2 separate regions of the Anas platyrhynchos genome follow, and region 2 is linked to region 1. A link is a contact called in public Hi-C data. All regions are on one chromosome and are shown on one strand. The core of a region is the stretch at or near the end of the contact, and the rest is flanking DNA. Distances in the headings are between cores, read along the strand shown. Region 1 overlaps LOC119715628 (a long non-coding RNA gene). Region 2 holds the start of LOC101794055 (interleukin-1 receptor type 1).

Region 1 (3,147 bases), core at 583-3,082:
ACGTATAGTATATGTATATATATAATGGAATGAATTCAAAAGTAAGTAATCTCTTATTTGAAACAATGGAAGAGTAAACACTGGTTCAAAACCAGATATTAACTACTAGAGGTTTTTTAATGTTTATTTTGAAAGGCTCTTGTAAAGTGGAACATACTTAGCTCTCTGACACAATCTGTGAGCAGGAAATTAACTAACACAAATTATATTTCTCACATTTCTTCCATTCTCCCTAATTGTGTCATTATGTAAATACCACACTTCTTACACAAGTAAATCAGCACCACAAGTTGCAGGAGACTAAGAAAATCTTTGATCTGAAAAGCACAATCAGTCTAGTATCTGATTGGCAGGAAATCTAAAGCTTTCCTAGGGTTTAAAAAAAAAAAAAAAAAAAAAAAAAGGAGGACGGACAGACAAGCTGCCAGCTACTGAAATAAATTACAAAACCATTAGATTATCTCATTGCAAAGGAAGGTTGGGAGATAGGTAAGGTTGAACAAGGTTGCATAAGGCGCTCTCTAATGAATTTCAAATGTAAAAGAAATTGTATAAAAAATGAGAATTAGTATCAACACCTGTGGCTATAAATAAATAGTCTGAATTCTCTAACCCAGAAGCTGGCAGAATTAGGCACACCTAGGCTATTTCTTCACATGAAGGACCAGGAAAGGAGACTTAAGTAGAGCTATATTTCCTAATCCATCCTTTCTTTCCATCCTTCATCCTGCCACTTCCAGGGACACAGAGATACTTTGCACTCAGGGAGAACGGAGAAAGAAGGGCAGGTGAAAGGGAGCCAGACGACCTCCTCAGGGAGGAGCTGGGGGATGAGTCTGTCCCCCCTCTCCCCTGTTCATGAGGAGAACAGAACTGTGACAGTCACAGGACCTCATCATTTCCATATCCAGACACATGCAGTCTCATTGTGGCACATTTCTGGCACTGAGATTTGTTTTCCTCATTCTAAAAATCATCTTAGATGTGGTCTTTCTTATTCCCAGGAGAGAATTTTTTCATCCTATGCACTAGGCAAAGGCAGGAGCCAGCAACACCTACAGCTGTTTCGAAGCCCAGCTTTTCAGGCTGCTCCTCAGTGTCAAATGTGTCTGTGTGTCTGAATACCAACCCAGCCCTATCTTCACATCACTCTACAGCACATACGTCTATGTACATACCAACACCTAGTTACAGACACTTGGGAAATTTTCAGGTCACCTAGAATCAGGCCTGGAGGGTTAGAAAACGATGGAAATTAGGAGGTGGAGTTGTCTTGACTCTACTACACTGCAAGGTCAAGGAGTCAAAATTCATATTTGAAGAAAAAAAGGATGTTTCAATTTGTAAGTATGGTGCAAATCTGAATGGAGAATGACAGATGGCCTCTCTCTTGAGATGTAGATGAGAGGAGGTATCTCACTGCCAAACTCAGTCTCTCCTCTGCACACTGAATATGCAGACGTGCTGTATGCACACCGTTGAAGGATGCAAGATAAGATTTAAAATCTTATCTTTCCGCAAAGAGTTTCTGCGAAAAAGAGCTTGAGAACCTAATGGCCTTCAACATTAGCTTACGCCCTTCCTAGAAAAAGTGTAGGTTTGTCACCAGACAAGGAAGGAAAAGTACTTCTTTATGGGAACTAGGGAGCTATTTTCCAGCTTAAGCAGTCATCAGCTGGCAGATGCTTGTGGAAAAGCTGTCCTTTTCAACTGAGGCCAGGAAAGCAGTGAAGAGATACTGAGTGAGAACATATGGCATGATTTCATATTGTATCTCTCTGTAGCCTAATTACAAGAGACAGCTAGCCCAAAAACAGGAAAGTGAAAAATGTCAGGGTGGAGCCTGCAACTGGGTGCAGTCAGCATGGAGCGAGACAGGGAGTCACAAACAGTAGGGGAGGGGTCAGGGGAGGTAGGAAGAAATAGCCACACTGGTTGCAAACAGTAAAAATAACAACATAACCTGTAATTTTGAACAGTGTTATTTTTCTTTTTCCATCTGCAGTAAATGGTATATGCTGTTTTGCTGTTTTACTGTTTCATTAATTGACATCCTCCATCCCTTTGACTTTAACTGGGCCTGGCTTGACTAGCATCCAACTTACCATTGTGATTTTTAATAAACAAAAGCTCTTTTTTGAAAGCAAAAACACACTTAAAAACAATATTTAAAAAACATGAACAAGATTGATGAATGAAATCGAGCCTTCTGAAATTAGGCAATACAAGAATGGAGAGTTCAGACACATTATAAAAAAAAAAAATTAAATGCATGATGCATATTCTTTTCCCCAGCTTGCAGGGCACCGGATGGACAAAGCCATGGAGCAAATCAGGACTTTGCTGTACAGGAGGTTGCTCTTGATGGGATTCCTCTCTCATTCATCACAGGATCTGGAAGCTGGTAAGGGATGAATTAGGGGTGGGAGAAAACGAAAGAGAACATTGATTATTTTTTTTGATGACATGAATGCTGACTTTGAAAATCACATTTCATCTTCAGCTTTTCCACAAAACTCCTGTGGAATGACCAACAGGTCACAAAAATAAAAAATACATGGGTGATAACTAATGCTGTATATGCCTTTTGATACCCAAATGGATTGTTAAAATATTGCTTGTCAACGATGCAGCAAAGACACAGAATTTACTCAAGAAAGAAGGTTTAGCTGCATGTTTCATGGAATAGACACCTGGCAGACAATGTCCCTGATAAACATAATGATATTGCAGGTACACAATAGTTTTGAGTACCTTAAAGCTTTCCTGAGATTTCTTTTTCTTTTTCAGTACAATATGATCATAGTTATATACATACATATATATATATATATATGGAAACGATTTCATAAATTTCATCTAGATAAAACTGGGGGAACTTTTGAACAGGCTTTCTTCCCTTCCATCCTGCACTTCTGTGTATTCTTTATGAATTCATAGCAAGTAATTCCCCAAGCCCACAGTGCAAACATTGCTTTGAAAACAAGTGTTTGAGACCCTGCCTTTAAACTCTGAGAGAGTCCCAAGGTCCAGGCAGTAGATTCAGGAGACTCAAGTGTTAGTTATGTTTTGAAAAGCTTTCTGGGGCCTGTGAGAGTGAAGCAAATAATAACTTCAGTTCATTTATTTACTTTTAAGAACGTTTCG
Region 2 (3,092 bases), core at 40-2,539, 38 kb before region 1:
TTGTAGCAGTTTTCTATGTCATTTCAACTCCTGATACCTGTCAATATAAAGTAATATGAAAAAGTTGTTACTTAAATTGAAAGTAAATTATTACTTTTTCACCATCATTTTCAAAGAACGAAGCCATTTAAAAGGACCTGGAGGGGTCATGTAGATAAAACTATAAATATAAAAAACACACAGTGATGCAAAAAAAATATAAAAATGTAATATTCTCTGAAAAAAAAAAAAATGTTTACCAAAACCAGAAAGTATTTCTTACTTGAGGATTACCTTAAAGGATCTAAGTGAAGGATTTTGTGTTATTAAACATTTGTCCAAAAGTTTTATACCAGTTCCCCAGCTTTCAACCCATCCCAATTTCACAATCGGTATGAAAGACCAGTGTGTCCATTTAGGAACTGTTTTTGAGAGTTTAAGCACATGCAGGGAGTCCAAGTCAAACAAGAGCGAAGCTACCAACTTTACGAGGAACAAAACCAAAACGCATCCAGCAGTTTCCTGACATCCCTGGCGAAAACTCCCCGAAGTTAAGAGCTGCTCCTGGAAACTTGAAAACTGGGGCCGTGATTCAGCTCGGGAACTGCTGGGTGACAACTACCGAGCTGTCACCCCGGAGAGCTGTCATGCGGTGGCTTGGTTGCAACCATCCCAGCCCCGAGCTCTGCTGGAGGCAGATCCGCGAGCAGTTCTGCCAGGGCAGCGCTTTTGCCCAAAGCCTGCTCTCGTCATCATAACTAACAGATAAATAAATAAAAAAGTGCTTGAAGCGCTTGTTTGATCAGGGTTGTGCAATGAACAGTTGCTGCGGTGCTTTACCAGGTCAAGGAGATTTACGAAAAGCTTTGTCCTGCTTCCTGCTATAAGCCTTTAAACGTGGCACGCTCGGCGCTCCCGCACTTCTCGCTTCCCTGCCCTTCCTCCCTGCCTGCCCTTGTGCAATGGGACCCGCGGAGCGGCAGCAGAGGGGCACGCCGAAGCCAAACGCCTCCCAGCGAGGCTGCTCCGTGCCCCCGCTGCCCCGGGGGGAAAATGGCCGCGCCCCCGCGCGGCCCGCGCAGCCGGACCCTCACCGCCCTCCCCGCCGCGCCTCCGGCTGAGGCGTCTCCCCGAGCCCCTCCGAGCCCTTCCTCACCTCCGTCTGCTTCCCAAGCCTCGGCCGCCGTCCCGGCTCCGCCACATAGCGGGCGGGCAGCTGGCTCCGCCCCGGCCGCCGAGCCGCGATGGGGACTCGCCCCTCCCCGGGGCCGCCCCTCGGCCTGCACCGCCCGGGGGATGGCTCCGAGGGGGCGGCCTCAGGGCAGCCCGGTTTCCCTCAGGGATCAGGGAGGTTCGTGAGCGGGGTGGTCTGAAGCCCTCCTCAGAGCTCCTCAGGGCCATAAACATGAGTTTATGGTTTATGAGTTTATGAGTTTATAAGCTTATGCTTGGGTTTGGAGCAGAGCTTGTTTGCTTTCTGTCCTGTAAGTGTTTGCTTTTTGTCCTGTTCGGTTGTCTGTCCCTTCTACTGTGTCAGGGCATCACTCTTACAGTTCAAACAATTAGCTTTTTCTGTCTGGATTTGGGTAGTAACTTTATAGAAGGTCTCATTCCTTACTTCGATGGTGAAATTAAGCACGTTCAAACATAAAAATGTATTTTTTTTCCAAACAGGGAAAAGTTCCTCTGGAATCGCTTAATTGCCCATATTTTTCAATTCAGTGTCCTCTCCTCCTTGAATTTGACTTAGCCTCCTTCATTTTGATTCCAACCAACATAATTTTGGTCACTCCTCAAAAACCTGACTGCAAGGTACTCAGTAACTGCTTATTCCCATCTCTGCTTTTATTCAAAACCTTCTACATGCACTAACTCCACTGAGATTCCGCATGAAGTAAGCATTCATAAGATGAATTATAAAAACATAAAATAAAAAAGTTCCCCTTTGGGTTTGAGCCGTTCCCAAAGCAGTGTGAAGGGACTTGTTAAGGGATTAGAAAAGTGTGGGAAGGAATATTTTAAATTATTAAATGGCACAGCCGATCCTCTGTTCCAGACTTACAGAACCATTTCCAAAATGGGAAGCTTAGTCTTTTTTTTTTGGGAGAAAGGGCAAGATTGCTTGTCTCTTGTTTTCATTAACACTAATTACAGAAAAGACGGGATTGTCCTACTGGGCTTCTTCTGTGTTGACAATTTTAGGATGAAGAGCTTCTCTGAGCCATGGAGGTGTCAAAAAGGAAAGCCATTTAATGCTGGTCAGCTGATTGGATGATATAAAGGGTGAGACAAACCCTTATGAGCTAGATGAGTAAATTTCTTTCCTGTTGTCTCTGTGTTTATAAACCTTTGCAAACTCTTCTATTTATTTTAGCTCTGTTAAAAGAATATTTTAATCTGCTTTTGCTTCACGGGAGAATATTTTAATGGAATATCTTAATGGAATATTTTAAGGAATATTTTAATCTGTTTTTGCCTTTTCTTGACTCAAGGGTGATGTTAAGGTGACTGGCTAACACTGAAACATTCATTTCATAGGCTATAGCAATCCTAAGAACAAAGATACTAGGGTGTTGTGAGTGGCCATTTGTGCAATATTCCACAATATCCAAAGAATGATAGCAACGCTTCCAACTAAGCTGCACAACTAGTTTGAAAGTTGGTGACTCGTGAGGATTCAGAGAAAGAAGTCTCTCCCAGTAGCTGGCAACAAGCAGGAAAGCCAGGGAATACGGAGCATGCCAGAAACCCATCAGTCTCATAGAAAGAGTAACACCTACATATTGGAAGTTGAAGTAGTCATTTCTAGAATCTGTCATGCATCACTATTTCCATAATTGTGGTATCTCATATCTGTCAAAACCACACTTCTAAAGTAAAAAATCCAAAGTACTGACTGTCATTCATTATAGAGAAACTAATCATGTAGAACCAAAAGTACAATTCTGAAAGAACGCACGCAAGTGTCCGTACTGCCAAGCGGTGATTCAGTGGCAAAGTATGCGTCTTTCTTAAAGCAGAGGATGTTTCCCAGAGTTTCCTGAGTGTTGAAGATGAATTTATCATGAAACATCTAGTAGGACTGCAGTTAGAAAAGAATAATTTCGCTAAAG

What was found. A called contact is a pair of places that touch in the nucleus more often than the background predicts.
Region 2: a Hi-C map of subcutaneous adipose tissue shows a contact between it and region 1, with 1.8 times the contacts expected there. The contact joins the promoter of LOC101794055 here to the enhancer-like site in region 1. A contact is called at or near these places in 5 of 8 Hi-C or Micro-C datasets (F1 follicle, liver, skeletal muscle and 1 more).

The regions. Positions count from the first base shown.
Region 1 is chr1:141,144,181-141,147,327 of IASCAAS_PekinDuck_T2T, reverse strand. LOC119715628 (a long non-coding RNA gene) reads right to left here. Exons shown (of 2, transcript XR_005262885.2): 2 at 1,836-2,401. Among named protein-coding and RNA genes, the nearest start is that of IL18RAP, 130 kb to the left of the region's middle. Within about 2 kb of position 1,832, at least 1 of the 8 cell types and tissues checked has an H3K27ac peak or open chromatin away from gene starts, as enhancers often do. A contact at or near this core is called in subcutaneous adipose tissue, where this site is marked.
Region 2 is chr1:141,181,677-141,184,768 of IASCAAS_PekinDuck_T2T, reverse strand. It overlaps LOC101794055 (interleukin-1 receptor type 1), which reads right to left and starts at 1,289. Exons shown (of 13, transcript XM_027445720.3): 1 at 1,136-1,289; 2 at 1-37.